2 separate regions of the Mus musculus genome follow, and region 2 is linked to region 1. A link is a contact called in public HiChIP or PLAC-seq data. All regions are on one chromosome and are shown on one strand. The core of a region is the stretch at or near the end of the contact, and the rest is flanking DNA. Distances in the headings are between cores, read along the strand shown.

What was found. HiChIP or PLAC-seq counts read pairs in DNA pulled down with a chosen protein or histone mark.
Region 2: a contact with region 1 is called in an H3K27ac HiChIP or PLAC-seq map of embryonic stem cells, with 17 read pairs. The contact joins two enhancer-like sites. A contact is called at or near these places in 7 of 39 promoter capture datasets (embryonic stem cells, liver, second pharyngeal arch cranial neural crest and 2 more), 1 of 15 datasets of contacts at CTCF or cohesin (the NIH/3T3 cell line), 13 of 484 Hi-C or Micro-C datasets (the HPC-7 cell line, the MPC-11 cell line, embryonic fibroblasts and 6 more), 11 of 115 datasets of contacts at active chromatin or transcription factors (the NIH/3T3 cell line, differentiating embryonic stem cells, embryonic basal ganglia and 5 more) and 1 of 9 other capture datasets (embryonic stem cells).

What each region holds. Positions count from the first base shown.
Region 1 is chr10:108,351,566-108,355,834 of GRCm38.p6, forward strand. The region is part of intron 2 of Pawr (PRKC, apoptosis, WT1, regulator); the gene reads left to right. Among named protein-coding and RNA genes, the nearest start is that of Gm23105, 10 kb to the right of the region's middle. Within about 2 kb of position 1,561, at least 20 of the 459 cell types and tissues checked have an H3K27ac peak or open chromatin away from gene starts, as enhancers often do. A contact at or near this core is called in differentiating embryonic stem cells, embryonic stem cells and trophoblast stem cells, where this site is marked.
Region 2 is chr10:108,429,411-108,433,788 of GRCm38.p6, forward strand. The region is part of intron 1 of Gm36283 (predicted gene, 36283); the gene reads left to right. Among named protein-coding and RNA genes, the nearest start is that of Gm36440, 13 kb to the right of the region's middle. Within about 2 kb of position 2,876, at least 46 of the 459 cell types and tissues checked have an H3K27ac peak or open chromatin away from gene starts, as enhancers often do. A contact at or near this core is called in differentiating embryonic stem cells, embryonic stem cells and trophoblast stem cells, where this site is marked.

The DNA.
Region 1 (4,269 bases), core at 311-2,810:
ATGTGCCTTTAGTCCCAGCACTCAGGAGGCAGAGGCAGGCAAATTTCTGAGTTTGAGGGCAGCCTGTTCTACAGAGTGAGTTCCAGGACCCAGGGCTACACAGAGAAACCCTGTCTCAAATAAACAAACAAACAAACAAACAAACAAATAAATAAATAAAATAGTAAAAACAAGAAAGGTACGCTGGAACCTGAAATAGTATAGTTGGTAGAATATTTGGTCTAACATGCAAAAACACATGTTCAGTCCTCACCACCACAGAAGCCAGGTTTGGTGGAGCTTGTCTGTACCCAGGAGGATTTAGGTTCATCCTTACCCGTAATTAGTTTTAGGCCAGCCTGCTCCAAAAAAGATACTCTGACCTTGAATCACATTTATGACTTTATTTGTTAATATCATGTTTAAAATGTTGATGATCCAAACCCAGACACTATGGCAGATCCAACAAGAGCTTGCTGACAGGAGTCTGATATAGCTGTCTCCTGAGAGGCTATCCAGTGCCTGGCAAATACAGAAGTGGATGCTCACAGTCATCCATTGGACAGAGCACAGGGTCCCCAAGTAACCAAGGAGCTGAAGGGGTCTGAAGCCCCATAGGAGGAACATCAATATGAACTAACCAGTACCCCCAGAGCTCCTTGGAGCTAAACCACCAATCAAAGAAAACACATGGTGGGACTTGTGGCTGTAGCTATATATGTAGCAGAGGATGGCCTAGTTGGTCATCAATGGGAGGGAAGGCCCTTGGTCCTGTGAAGGTTCTATGCCCCAGTATAGGGGAATGCAAGGACTGGGAATGGGAATGGGTGGGTTGGGGAATGGGAGGGTGGGGGGGGGAGATAGGGGATTTTAGGAAGGGAAACTAGGAAAGGGGATAACATTTGAAATGTAAATAAAATATCTAATAAAAAATGTTGATGATCTATAACATTTTTTCCAAAATAACCTGTGATCTCAAACATATCAAACTTATCTACTCAAATACTCAGCATTTGTTTACTGTCGTAAATACCTTCAGGGACATTTTCTTTTCTTTCTTTTTTTTTTTTTTTTTGACATTTTCTACTTTATATTTTCTGAGGATTTTTTTTTTTGTAATGAATTTTTTGTTGTTGTTTTGGGTTTTTTTTTTTTTGTTGTTTATTTGTTTTTTTTGAGACAGGGTTTCTCTGCATAGCTCTGGCTGTCCTGGAACTCACTCTGTAGACCAGGCTGGCCTCAAACTTCAGAAATCCGCCTGCCTCTGCCTCCCGAGTGCTGGGATTAAAGGCGTGTGCCACCACTGCCCGGCTTGTAATGCATTTGAAATCTCCTGCGAGTTAAAAGTACTGTAGTTAAGGGTTGCTGAGATGGCTCAGCAGTTAAGGGCACTTACACTCGAGCAAAGGACCTGAGTTGGCTTCCCAGCGTCTGTGACCGTCCTTAGCTCGACATTTTCATTCCTGTTAGCAAATGTCAGAATTTCTATAAGGTTTTTAATGCCTTGTGTATGTGTACTGCGCTGCTTTAGTCGCTATCAGCTGACAGACTCTTAGGTTGATTCAGTTAAATGGCTCAGTGTGAGAGCACAGGCCTGCTATGCTCCAGGGCAGGTGGCGGGTGGGGGCAGGGTAGAACGGAAGGGAGACGGGGAAGGGTTCTATTCTACCATTTGGAAGTCTGTTGTGAGCATGTAACTGTGCGTAAATCAGTGGGTTTCATGAGGGTGATGATATTTTAACCATATCATTCACCTTTTTAATGTTTTGTTTCATTAAGTAACACATATTGGCTGTACTGCTCAGTCTGAACTCTCCCTCCTCAAGGGGTGGCCCCAGTGGTCATAGTCCATTTAGATGGCACGCGAGCTTTTCAATGATGCCTCATGAAAAGTCGTAGGGATGAGAGGAGCAGAGCAGAGGGAGGGAGGGAGGGAGGTAGGGAGGGAGGGAGGGGCTTTACTCCTATGTGTGTAGATCCATGCAGTGTATTGTCTGCAAGCATCACAGTTAGCAGGCTTTTCTAGTTTTAAAAGAGCTTTCTGTGTGTGCATGTGTGTGTGTGTGTGTGTGTGTGTGTGTGTGTGTGTGTGTGTGTGTGTGTGTGTGTGAGTTCGTCAGATCTCCTGGAACTAGAGTTGTAAGTGGTCGAGAGCTACCTGGTGTGGGTGCTGGGAACTAAACCCTGGTTTTCTGCAAGAACAGCAAGTCTTCTAAACTCCTGAGAGGTTTCTCCAGCCCTTAAATGGAGCTTTCAAAGTTACATTTTAAATGTTCTTTTAGACCTATCTTTTTACTTTACCCATATTCCCAGAGATCTTTCTGTCAAGATTGTGATCATACAAGGTAATGGACTTGAAATCTTCTGCAAGTTAGAAACAGTGTATGGACTTAAGGGGCTGGCAGGACAGTTCAGTGGCCAAGAGCACTTGCTGCCCTTCGAGAGGACTTGAGTTTGGTTCCCAGCACCCCAGTCTGTACCTTTAATTGTGGCTCTAGAGGATCCACACCCTCTTCTGGCTTCTGAGAGACTCTGCACTGATATACACAGACCTATACACAGACAGACATACATACATACATACATACATACATACATACACACACATACTAAATTTATTTTTTTTTTAAATCTCAAAATTATACTTAAAGATGGAAATGTAAGATATTACAAGCAGACTCTTGCTTGCCTGTATTTTTATTCTTCATATTAACTGTGTCATCTGTATGGTCCCATCTTCTTAAAAACTACGAGCAAATGTTTTTGGCCATCCTATTAGATCTGTCTAGTCTAGCTGAGAGGAGAGAGGTCTAACATGAAATAGAATTTCATGTTCATCAGCTGGTGGCCGTGGATCTCATGAGGCACACACATCAGCTTCACTTGGGGCTGATGGTAAACCTCAAACAGTTCCCCGTTCAGTAAGCATCGATTGATGGACATTGATAATCTGCATCTCTGACTTGTTCCCCCAGTAATACAGTTGTTACTCCAGGGATATCCTTGGAGAACTAATCACATTATTTAAACCACCCGAGGCTAGAGCGATCCCTAGGGAGGAACCCTAGATACAAAAGCTGAGGGCAGAGTATGTGGAGTCAGTGGTAAAGTCCTGACCCGGACGAGCAGAAAGGATCTGAGAACTCAATGACGGGAAACAAAGCTTTGAAGTAAACTTAGGTTGTAGATGCCCGGAAAGCAGCAAGAGAGGTTTGTAGCCAGCTCGCTGGTCCCCTCTAAGCTTCCCTTGGAGAAGTGGGAACAGCAGATGGTAGTGGCCAAAGGAATATCATCTGGATTCATGACCAAAGGAACCTGTTAGCAATGAGAAGCCTCTAGCGGCTTCCCAGTGTTTTTCCTCATGTCTGAATGTGAGTCTTCTGGAGTCGCTGCCTGGCAGAGGCTGTTAGCACTTCTTATGAATGAATGTTAGACACAGTAGTTACTCCACTGATACATTTTTTTTACTTTTGCCAGATAACCTTAACGGGGAAAGGTTAATTCCTTTGGTGATACATTCTGATTTTGCTCATACAGTCAGTGTCAGAGTTTTGCTCTGATATGCGCGACCAAAGAGGAGGTGAATAAAGGCCTTCTGTCTGTCCTAATTGCTTAGCAGATTAGCTAGGCGCGAATGCCAGGAATTTGGAGCCTTCTTTCTGTTCACTGAAACCTTTGTTCTTCTCACTGGCCGTCTGATTCCTGAGCCACTCATAGCCTTTGAGCACCTGAAACATAGAAGAGTCTGGAGTGGAGCCATACTGTAACTGTAAAACAAACACCAGTTTTCTATGAAACAATGGTAATGATGAATTGATATTAGAGTTTTAAAAATTCTATTTAATATTTTACAAATTATAACACTAAAATATCTTATATATTGAGTTAAGTAAAATATGTTGTTAAGGGTAATTTTACTTTTCTTCCCCCTTTTTTTGTTTCTTTGTTTATTTGTTTTTGAGATGGTCTTGCTATGTAGCTGATTCGCGTGGCTTGGACATTGTTGTGTAGACCGGGCTGACCTCCAACTCATGGAGATCTGCCCACTTCTGCCTTCTGAGTGCTGGGACTAAAGGCACTCAAAAGTCACTACAGTTTGCTGCTGCTGTTGTTACTGCTGTTACTGCTGTTTCTCTTCCTCCTCTCCTCCTCTTCCTCTTCCCCCTCCTCCTCTTCCTCCTTCTCCTCTTCTTCCTTCTCCCTCTCCTCTTCTACTACTACAAATATGGCTACTAAAACATTTAAGATTATATGCATGACCTCCCTCCTACCACCCTCCTTCCCTTGGGC
Region 2 (4,378 bases), core at 1,626-4,125, 79 kb after region 1:
TCCCCCAGGCTGTGTGTGTGTGTGTGTGTGTGTATGTCTGTGTGTATGTGCGCACACACTTTCTATAGGAAATACTATGTATGTGTGTTTCCTATAAACTAAATATTCAAGTTGGGAAGAGGACTCGGCAGCTAAGAGCCCTGGCTGCTCTTCCAGAGGATCCAGGTTCAATTCCCAATACCCACATGGCTGCTTACGACTGTCTATAACTCTAGTTCTAGGGGACCTGACACGTCACACAAACATAGATGCAGGCCAAACACCAATGCACACATTAAAAAAAAAGTAATTAAAAAAAAAAGAAGAAGAAAACTAAATGTTCAATTAGCTGGGTGTGGTGGTGCAGGCTTTAAACCCCAGCACTCAAGAGGGGCAGAGGCAGGCAGACCTCTACGAGTTCAAGGCCAGCTTGCCTGGAATTAGGGAATTCCAGGACAGTCATGGCTACTTAGTGAGACCCTGCCTCAAGGGGGGGTGGAGTAGGGGAGAAATGAGAGAGAGTGAGAGAGAGAGAGAGAGAGAGAGAAGGCTGACAGACATTCAGGAAGGAAGGAAGGAAGGGAGGGAGAGAAAGAGGGAGGGAGGAAGGGAGGAAGGAGAGAAGGAAGGAAGGAAGGAAGGAAGGAAGGAAGGGAGGGAGGGAGGGAGGGAGGGAGGCAGGCAGGCAGGCAGGCAGGCAGGCAGGCAGGCAGGCTTAAAGAAAAAGGCTAACCCTTAAACCAGAACATGCTTTCTCACATTCTACCTTTTCTGTCGACTCCAGAACAACTGGGTAAGGCAAAGGGCAGGGCAGGGGGGCAGGATGGTCAGTGAGCAACAGGGAATAGCTATGAGTCCCACACCCAGTTCATTTTCGTTAGAAAACCTGCAGTATCCATTATTAATTTTGCAATGCTGCGTTACAAACCCATAGTTCTGATTTCTTTATCTACGAAAGGGTATTAAATACCTGTAAGGTCCTTAATAAATGTTTATTAACCATCTGAACTAGTCACTCGGATATACTAACTCATGTTTCCTGGCGTGAAGGGCTAAGAGGTTTTGTCCTTTTAACCAAAACTGGTACTGCCTGATGCGTCTAGAATTTGAAAATCATTCATTTAAACTCTCCTGTCTTGGGGGAGGACACTGTGTTAGAGATCCAAAGCAATGTGCAAGTGAATGCCTATCTCTGTCTACAGGAAGGCTAAGTAATCAGTGATAGGCAGAATGAGAACAAGCCCAGAGCTCCAAAGAAGACTTAAGGGTCGGGGATGGCTAAGAGACCGTAGACTTTTGGACGACTGGACCAGTGTCTGTGATGTGGTGGGTGGAGATTTACCGGGTGCTTTCTTAGAGGACTCGGACCGTGGACCTTGCCCACCTAGTCAAGCGCTGTTGCTCTGTGGCACATCCCGCATCCCTCCCAGGTGCCTTTGTTACGTTTCTTCTTCATGTGAAAGGATTGTGTCTACATCTTCTCTAGCCAGTCAATTATTACTTCCTCTAAATAACTAGACTTCCTTTTTAACTTGTGTGTGTGTGTGTACTCGAGAGCTTGCATGCGTGCGTGAGTGTGCATTCATGTGTGCACACACATGTATGTCTTCCTTCGACGTGTTTTGCCCTGCTGATGGAGTTCCCGTCCCCACCTCTTCCCTGTTTATAAGTCAACTGATGTCTTTTTCTTATTTCAGTTTTGTAACGCCAGCTATAAAAGTATTTCACGGGGCTGGTGAGATGGCTCAGTGGGTAAGAGCACCCGACTGCTCTTCCGAAGGTCCAGAGTTCAAATCCCAGCAACCACATGGTGGCTCACAACCATCCGTAACAAGATCTGACTCCCTCTTCTGGTGTGTCTGAAGACAGCTACAGTGTACTTACATAAAATAATAAATAAATCTTAAAAAATAAAAAAAAAAAAAAAAAAAAGTATTTCACAAAGATGAGGCTTGATTGTAAATTCACCCTGTCCCTTGCACTTACAACCTGAAACCCTCAAGACTGACAGACATTCGCTTTCTTTTTTTTCCCCCAAATAATTTTTTTATTAGACATTTTCTTTTCTTTACATTTCAAATGTTATCCCCTTTCCTAGTTTCCCCTCCAAAAACCGCCTATCCCATCCCCCCTCCCCCTGCTCATCAACCCACCCACTCCTGCTTCCCTGCCCTGGCATTCCCCTACACTGGGACATCGAGCCTTCATAGGACCAAGGGCCTCTCCTCCCATTCATGTCCAACAAGGCCATCTATCCTCTGCTATATATGCGGCAGGAGCCATGGGTCCTTCCATGTGTACTCTTTGGTTGGTGGTTTAGTCCCTGGGAGCTCTAGGAGTACTGGTTGGTTGATATTGTTGTTCCTCTTAAGGGGCTGCAAATCCCTTCAGCTCCTTCAGTCCTTTCTCTAACTCCTCCATTGAGGACCCTGTGCTCAGTCCAATGGTTGGCTGCAAGCATCCAACTCTGTATTTGTCAGGCTCTGGCAGAGCCTCTCAGGAGACAGCTATATCAGGCTCCTGTCAGCAAACACTTGTTGGAGCCATTCACTTTCTAAGCCATGCAACAGCCCTTTATGTCCTTAACGCTCATTGAATCAGTAGGTTTGTTTAGTTGGGGTTTATTCAGGTGTTGCTTTTTGCTTTTGACAGTGGTCCCCACACTCCATCCTGTCCCCACTTATAAACAGCAACAACAACAACAACAAAAAACACCCGTCTTATTGTTTCTCAAGCATGAATAAACAAAAAGAGGCAGAGCTAGTTTAAAAAAAGAAAAAGGAAATCTCGAGCACCCAGAAACTAAAGAATGTATTGAATGAAGCCTAGTTCTGCGAACGGTATTGATCCCAGTGATGGTGTCGCAGCAGATCTTGTTAGCCACAGCGTACACTACTGACCCGGTGTGGTTAGGATAGCCAGCCATCAGAGATTTGCCCTCTCTTCTTGTCACTGATACGCTGTGAAACTTGTGCAAGACAATTGATTTATTGTGTAACAGGTAAAATGACTACCTAATTTGGATTCGTGGTTCAGAGGGCCAGCAGTAAAGGAATGTAAGGAATTCACTGAATGTGGACACAGCGTTCTAAATACTAAACAAGGAAGCTTTAAAGGAGGGGGAGGGGAGGCCAGCCCTGCCTTGTCTCGTAAGATATTACATCAGGCGGTCCTGGAATTTTGGTTCTTTTTCTTTTCCCTTTTCAAAATTCCAACCCCATCAATGAATGTTAGGTACTATTTGAAATATTTTATAACTAATGAGTTCTTATTACTTATAAAATGTGGACACAGTTTTCTGCTTGTGTAACAGTAGCGTGTGAAAGAGACACAGAATCAGCAAAACAAAGGGAAACTCAGTAAATACTGCTAAAATAGGAATTAACATAGGGTTGTTTTTTTCCCCAATCTCCCTTTTGCCTACTGATGTGTTCAAGTAGTGAATATTTCTGCGCTGTTTATAGAACTCTGATGTATGTATGTGATTAGGTGTTCTTATGTGTTTAAATTTTGTTTTTAAGCCAAAAGAAACAGCTCTGCTTAAAAAAGCAAAACCGGAGATTAAGATGAAATAGAAATGTTTTGAATTTTAAGGAAGATTCCTGTCATGGTGTAGCATAGCAAATATAAACCCTAGCCAAAAGAACACAAAGGGTTAAATTTTAGTGTGTGTGTGTGTGTGTGTGTGTGTGTGTATCCACATGCCTTAGTGTATCTGTGGAGGTCAGAGGACAACTCTGAGTCTATTCTCCAATGTCACCTTTAGGGCCCAAAAATTAAAGTGAGGTTGCCATGCCTGTGAGCCAACACCTCTAACCTCAGAGCCCTATTGCTGGCCCAAGAGCTTAAAATTTAAACCACCCCATACAATAATGATCATATAGAAGATTTGATTCATGGCTAAGGGACTGTCATCTCCTTTTCTTGCACCTCTACTTCGTAATACAAAAAATGGTCATGATAGTATCTCCCTCATATTTTATAATATTTATAATATAAATGAATGAATGAATTCAGGTACATCTGCTGTCTGTGTTTTCTAGAAGAATTGGTGTTTATACTCAAAAGATGTTCATTTTTCCTAAGTTATGACTTGGGTTGGTTGTTTCCAGTCTTGCTTGAATTTTTTTTTTTTTTTTTGCATTCCTTCTTTGGTGTATAATCTCATTCTGTGACCCCCATCGTGGATTCCAGTAGGTCACACATTCGTGACTCAGGGAAGTCAGTAAATGAAACTTGATTTAGAACGGAGTTCATAGGTTGTATGGCTCACACTGGAATGAGCTTAGATTCAGCTACTTTTCCTTGGTTTAATCCATGTGGGCAGAATAGAAACAGCAAAGACAAACAAAAGCCAGGGCTATTCTCGTAGAATGACAAGTATAGTTAGGGCCAAAAC